2 separate regions of the Mus musculus genome follow, and region 2 is linked to region 1. Evidence: chromatin contacts called from public Micro-C data. All regions are on one chromosome and are shown on one strand. The core of a region is the stretch at or near the end of the contact, and the rest is flanking DNA. Distances in the headings are between cores, read along the strand shown. Region 1 holds the start of Klk5 (kallikrein related-peptidase 5). Region 2 holds the start of Klk1 (kallikrein 1).

Region 1 (2,906 bases), core at 19-2,518:
AGTGGCATGAGAACACATCCAGTGGCATTTGCAGGTCCCCAAACACACAGCCCCCCCCCAAATGTAAACCTCGAACTGTCATAGGATCACAACTACAGTCACAGACACAGCTATGCACTTGGAAAGGGCTATCTGCAAACACGAGGGTCATGCGCTTTCACGGTCAAGAGCTGAGCTGCACTGCATTCCAGACATAGACCCTGGGGTGCAGCAGACACAAGGGGCCAAATGTGCAGTAACATCTGCACCAACCTGGAATGCGCCGCACACCCACACAATTGCAGTGCCAAAATGACCTGAAATGCATGGACACCCAACTACACACAAAGTCTCAGAGGGTCGGTACCATCTGCTGTGCAGTCTCTTGACAGGGGACAAGGACACACACAAGTCAAGCAGAATCGCTCACACTTGTAATCTTCAAACTTGGGAAGCTGAAGCAGGAGGATTGCCTATAATTCAAACCCAGCCAGGGCTTCACAGTGAGTACTAGGAGAGCCCTAGTACTATAGAACTATAGTTTATAGAACCTGGGCTATAGAACAGGTTTTAGGGTAGCCTGGGCTAAAAAAAAAAATGAGATTCGTATCAAGAATTAAAAATAAGGGGTCTGGAGAGATGACTCAGCAATTAAGAGCACTGACTGCTCTTGCAGTGGACCTGGGTGTGATTCCCAGTGTTCACATGACAGCTCACAATCAGCTGCAACTGCAGGTCCAACTGAAGCCTATTCTGGCCTCCTTGGGCACTGGCATATGCATAGTGCAAAATATCTTTACAAATACATACATAAGATAGATTAAAAAAACAAACAAACCAATAACAGCGAAAACATACAATGGCACACAACTACAATTCTACCTCTCAGGAGGCAAATATAAGAGAATTAGCCACAAGTTCAAGGCCAGTTTGGTCTAAATAGTGAGTTCTAGACCAGCCTGGGCTACACAGCAAGACTCTGTCTTAAAAATAGTAATAAATGAAAAACATAAAAGCTCTTTCCTTCTCCGCAATACATAAACAGCCATGGGGCCTACATTTAATTGTGTAACCACAGAGGCACAGACACACATTCACCTGGTCCTAGAGACACACCCAGTACTCCACAAAGGCAGTCCTCCCCACACACTTAGGGGACCCCTGGTTACCTGAGACCCCCAGAACCAGGGTTGTGATCAGGGTAGCCATTGCCCATTTCCAGGGGTGTCCGGTCCTCGCCATGACCGCTGCACCTGGTAAGAAATAAAGGTCGAGGCTAAGTGGTTCTGGAGAGGCCTAGGTGGTTCTGGGAGTGTGTTCCACTTTCATCACCATCTCTGCCTCACCATTAGCACTCAGGGACCGGCAGTGGAGGGGAGGGACTATCAGCATCTTACAGTCCCTGTAAGTGTGGACAGCAAAGAGAGGCAGGCGGGTGGGGTGAATCCAAGATAAGACAGAGCCAAATCAGGTTCCCTCTCTTTCCTTACCTGCTGAGACCCTGCCCGGGCCTCCCCTGCCACTTTGCCCCTGTTCCCTGAGCGGTGGGTGGTGGGGTCTGGCTCCCAATATAGCTTCAGACTTCTCAAGCTGGCCTGAGCCTTCCAGCCACCACCTCCTCCTCTGCTCTGGCACCTGGTGATATAACCACCCACTGGTCCCTGGGGCACATTCCCAGGTAGTGAGGTTCCTGTCAGTCTGGGCCCCAGCACTCACTCTTCCTGCCTCTCCTCCCCTCTACCCCCCACCCAGTGTTGAGCGCCACTCCCTCCCTCCCTGGCCCCAAGGATGGGGAGGGGTCCTCAGATCAGGCTGGGCCCTCCTCATGCCTGGCACCTCACCAGCTCCCAGGCACTCTTCCCGAGCAAGGATTTCTAATGTTCCTTTTTCTCCCCGAGTCACATTCACTCATTCATTACAACTCCGCCGTCTCCTTTCTCATTCATCCAGCTCTGTTTGTAAAATTCTTCTACCTGTGATCTAGCTGTCTACCCTTATGGACCTTTCAGAGTCTGTCAATGAGTCTCTCTGTCAGTGTGTTTCTCCCCATCTCTCTGTCCCCGTGTCTGTCTGCTTTTGTGTGTTTCTCTGCCCTTGCCTCCTATGTATCTGTCTCTCTGTCACTGACTTTCTTGGTCTCTGTACTGCCCCCCTTTTCTCCTTATGTCTCTCTCTTTTTCTGTGTGTGTCTGTGCTTTTCCCTGTCTTTATCCCTCTGTCTCCCCATCTGTCTTGTCTCTCCGTCTCTCTCATCTTCATCTCCCTCATGTTTATGTCTCTGAATATTGGTTCTCTGTTCCTTTCTGTCTCCCTATACCTCTCCCTGTCATTCGGGCAGGTGAGACAAAGCCATCAGTAGAAGAAACCCCAGGATCAATTCCCACCACCTATGGGAAGGTCCTAGGCCAAGGGTCAGCAAGAGCTAGGGAAGCAGGCTGCCCCCACTAGGTGCCCAGGTCCAGCCTGCACAGCCAGACATGGATGACACAATTGGGCAGGGCAACCTGTTAATGGAAAAGAGGCCAAGAGCCAGGACCAGTGGTGGGTGGCTCCAAGCGCTTTGGGAAATGGGGCATTGGATGGGGAGTAGAGTGGCACCCCTCCCTGTCTGATCTTTACCTCCTGGCAACCCCACTTGCCCTCTTCTGCATCCTGGCTGCTCCTTCTGTCAACATGCCCACTCTGATTCTTCAGGTCTCCCTCAGGGGAGCAGGAGCCCAGATCTGTGAGCCTTGTGTCAGACATGAACTTTCTCCACACGAAGATGTGCAGATGCCAACAGAGGGGTCAGAGCCTGGAGTGGGCTCTACTGCATAGGAGGAAAAAAAAAAGCCAAACAACAAAACCCACCTTGAAGTTTAATGCAATTAAATGGCTATAAAATCAGCTGCTTATTTCTCTGTTTTCTCTCACTTATATGGTCCTTT
Region 2 (2,700 bases), core at 75-2,574, 380 kb before region 1:
AGGTACTAGGGTTAGGCATTGGGGTCTTTGGGGTGTTCTGCACAGAGTGGGAACTAGAGCTGTGCTATGGGGCTCTGATGAGAAAGCACAGGAGCCTGTGGTGCAGGGAGTGCGGCATGAGGGGGAAGAGGAGGCCAAGGCATAGCATTTGGAAAAAGAGGAAATCTTGGCAAGCTATGCATAGCTGCACTTCTCTGTAATCCCAGCACACAGCAGGTTGAGGCAGAGGGATTGCCATGGACTGGAGACAAGCCTGGGCTACATCATGAGACACAAACTCAGAACTTATTCCCAAGACCTTGGCAGGAGATGGCTTGGTTGCTACAGGAATGGCCGTGTAAGTATTAAGACCGGAGAAGAACCTTCCAAACCCCAGGGAAAAAGTCAGGTGTGATGCTGTGCACCTGTAACCCCAGAGCTGGGGAGGTGGAAACAGGAGGATTCCCCCGAGGCTTGCTGGACAGCCATCTTAGCCTAACAGGAACTCTCTATACAGTGAGAGACCCAGTCTCAGGTGGCGAGTGATTGGTTAAGATACTTAATATCCACATCTGGCGTCTGCTACCTGACTCCTCTTACAAAACCCAGACTAAACCAAAAAAGCCATTGAGAAGGGACATGGACATTTTCCCCACACCAGAAAGCAGGGGGCAGGGGGGACCATCTTATGTCACAAGCCAATTTGAGAAGTGAAAGTTTTGGTAGAAACTGAGCAACTTGGGATGATGGGGGACCAGTTGTCAGCATGTGGACAACACAGCTGAAGGCTGGCAGCTGCTGCAACTGCCTAAGGTGCTATTGGGGGATTTAGACAAGCCTCTGATTCAAGGTTTGGGCTATGAGGCTCTAGGAAAAGCAATGAACTTGAGCGACATCTGAGGTCCTAAGGTTGGTAAGAGGTTGGGTTCCTTAGAAAGACTGGAGAAGCTCAGAAATGATCAGGTGTCTAAGGAAGAGGAGAAAGTTCTGGAAAATGGGAAGGAACAGGGGCCTTTCCTGGGAAAAAGGAATGTGAGGGACCTGGCAGTGTACAGGGCAGAGAAGGAGGAGCAGGTACTCATGATGTAGCTGGGGTGAGGGGCAAGGGGGAAAGGGATGTCTAGGGCCAAAGGCAGCAGGAGAGTCAGGGCTCTGTTCCCTCCCCCTTCCCTTATCTCACCAATCCCTCCTAGGGACAGGGCTAGGAACAGGATCAGGAACCTCATGGTAACAGGAGTCCAGGAGCTGCAGGCAGTGATCTTGGAGCTGTAGAGGCTCCTGGGGAGCCTTTAAAAACCCTCATTCTCCCCCACAGCCCCACCCCTGCCGTGTTGGCAGCCAGATGTTGGCCAAAGCCCTGCCCTTCCTGACAGAGTTGTACTCCCTTCTCCCACCCTCATGGCTGTGGGAGGGGAGGGCCCTGTTGCACCTGCTCTCCTGTGGGCCCTAGGTCACCTTGGATACCTTCCCAGGTCTGAGATTGGGTGGGGCAGGTCCTGTTGCTCCTGGAGCTGTTAGTGTTATGGTGACCTAAGGCAGATGGCAAGGTCAGGGGCAATGGTGAAGGGGTGTGAAAGGAAGGTGGAGGAGCCAGTGACCCCCAATCCACTGCTCTAAACAAGGTCATATACCTCTAGTCCAAGGTTACCCTAGAAACCAGCAGTTAGTAGAAATTCTTTGCCGTTGATAGCCACAAGGGCTGCAGGCTCTCTGCAGATATAAATACTTTTTTTTTGAGAATGCCAAAATTATTACCTTTTTGGACTTGGAACTCTGGGTTACTGATTTTATTGTTTCATGAGAGGTTTGAGAGCTGGGTGTAGTGGTGCAAATCTTCAGTACCAACACTTTGAAGCCAGAGGCAGGTTTATCTGTGTGATTTTAGGCTCTAGTATTCTATGATGTAGACCAACCTAGTCTACATAGTGACTTTCAAGACAGCAGGGTAATATATAGTGCTGTTTCCAAATAACCAATAAAATAAAATGAATGAAAGTTATGGTGCACATTACCATGGTCCATTGACACTTTGATTCAAGAATAAGAGAATTCAGGTTATTCTACAGTGGAGTGTCACCCACCCTGAACAGTGTTGGGATAACAATGACTATTTTCTTCCTCATTTCCAAGATCCTGAGCTATATTTTGAGGTTAGCTCATCCCAGCTTATTTGAGACCCTTTCTCAAGAAACAGCAACCAGAAAATGTCACTTCCCCCCAGGAGCCTCATTAAGGGTTCAGCTTGGCAGCTGCATATTTTGGTGCACACCTTTGATCCCAAAACTTAGGAGGCTGGGGCTGGTGGATCTTGGTGAGGTCCAGGTTAGACTGTGCACATAGTGTACTCAGGCCAGTGAAACAACACAGGGTCTCAAACTTTAAAACATCAAGAAGTCAGCATGCGTTCTGGTACAGAGAAGGGGAAATACCCAGCCTTTGACACCTACTTACTGTTGCAGGTTTCAGACCCATCCCCTCTCGTTGAGCATCTAGACTATTTTAGCTCTCATGGCAGTTAGCACATTTGACCTGGGTGTATTCCTGTGTGCCCTGTAAGCTCCAAGAAGACCAGGCTAGCCCTAATCCAGGGTAAATGAGGAGCTGGTGATCAATTGGCCACCTAATTCTCCTGTGAGTCCTAGGCCTCTGTGCCCAAGTTCTTCTGAAAACTACACTGTTCTTTGCTCTAAAGGACAAGAGAGGAAGCACGCATTCATCCAC

What was found. Hi-C and Micro-C count contacts between places; a contact is called where the count stands out from the background.
Region 2: a contact with region 1 is called in a Micro-C map of embryonic stem cells. The contact joins the promoter of Klk1 here to the promoter of Klk5 in region 1. A contact is called at or near these places in 1 of 39 promoter capture datasets (the HPC-7 cell line), 2 of 484 Hi-C or Micro-C datasets (bone marrow-derived macrophages and embryonic stem cells) and 1 of 9 other capture datasets (macrophages).

Annotation. Positions count from the first base shown.
Region 1 is chr7:43,840,631-43,843,536 of GRCm38.p6, reverse strand. It overlaps Klk5 (kallikrein related-peptidase 5), which reads right to left and starts at 1,268. Exons shown (of 5, transcript NM_026806.2): 1 at 1,149-1,268. The coding sequence starts at 1,221.
Region 2 is chr7:44,223,984-44,226,683 of GRCm38.p6, reverse strand. It overlaps Klk1 (kallikrein 1), which reads right to left and starts at 1,324. Exons shown (of 5, transcript NM_010639.8): 1 at 1,160-1,324. The coding sequence starts at 1,205. It also overlaps Gm10109.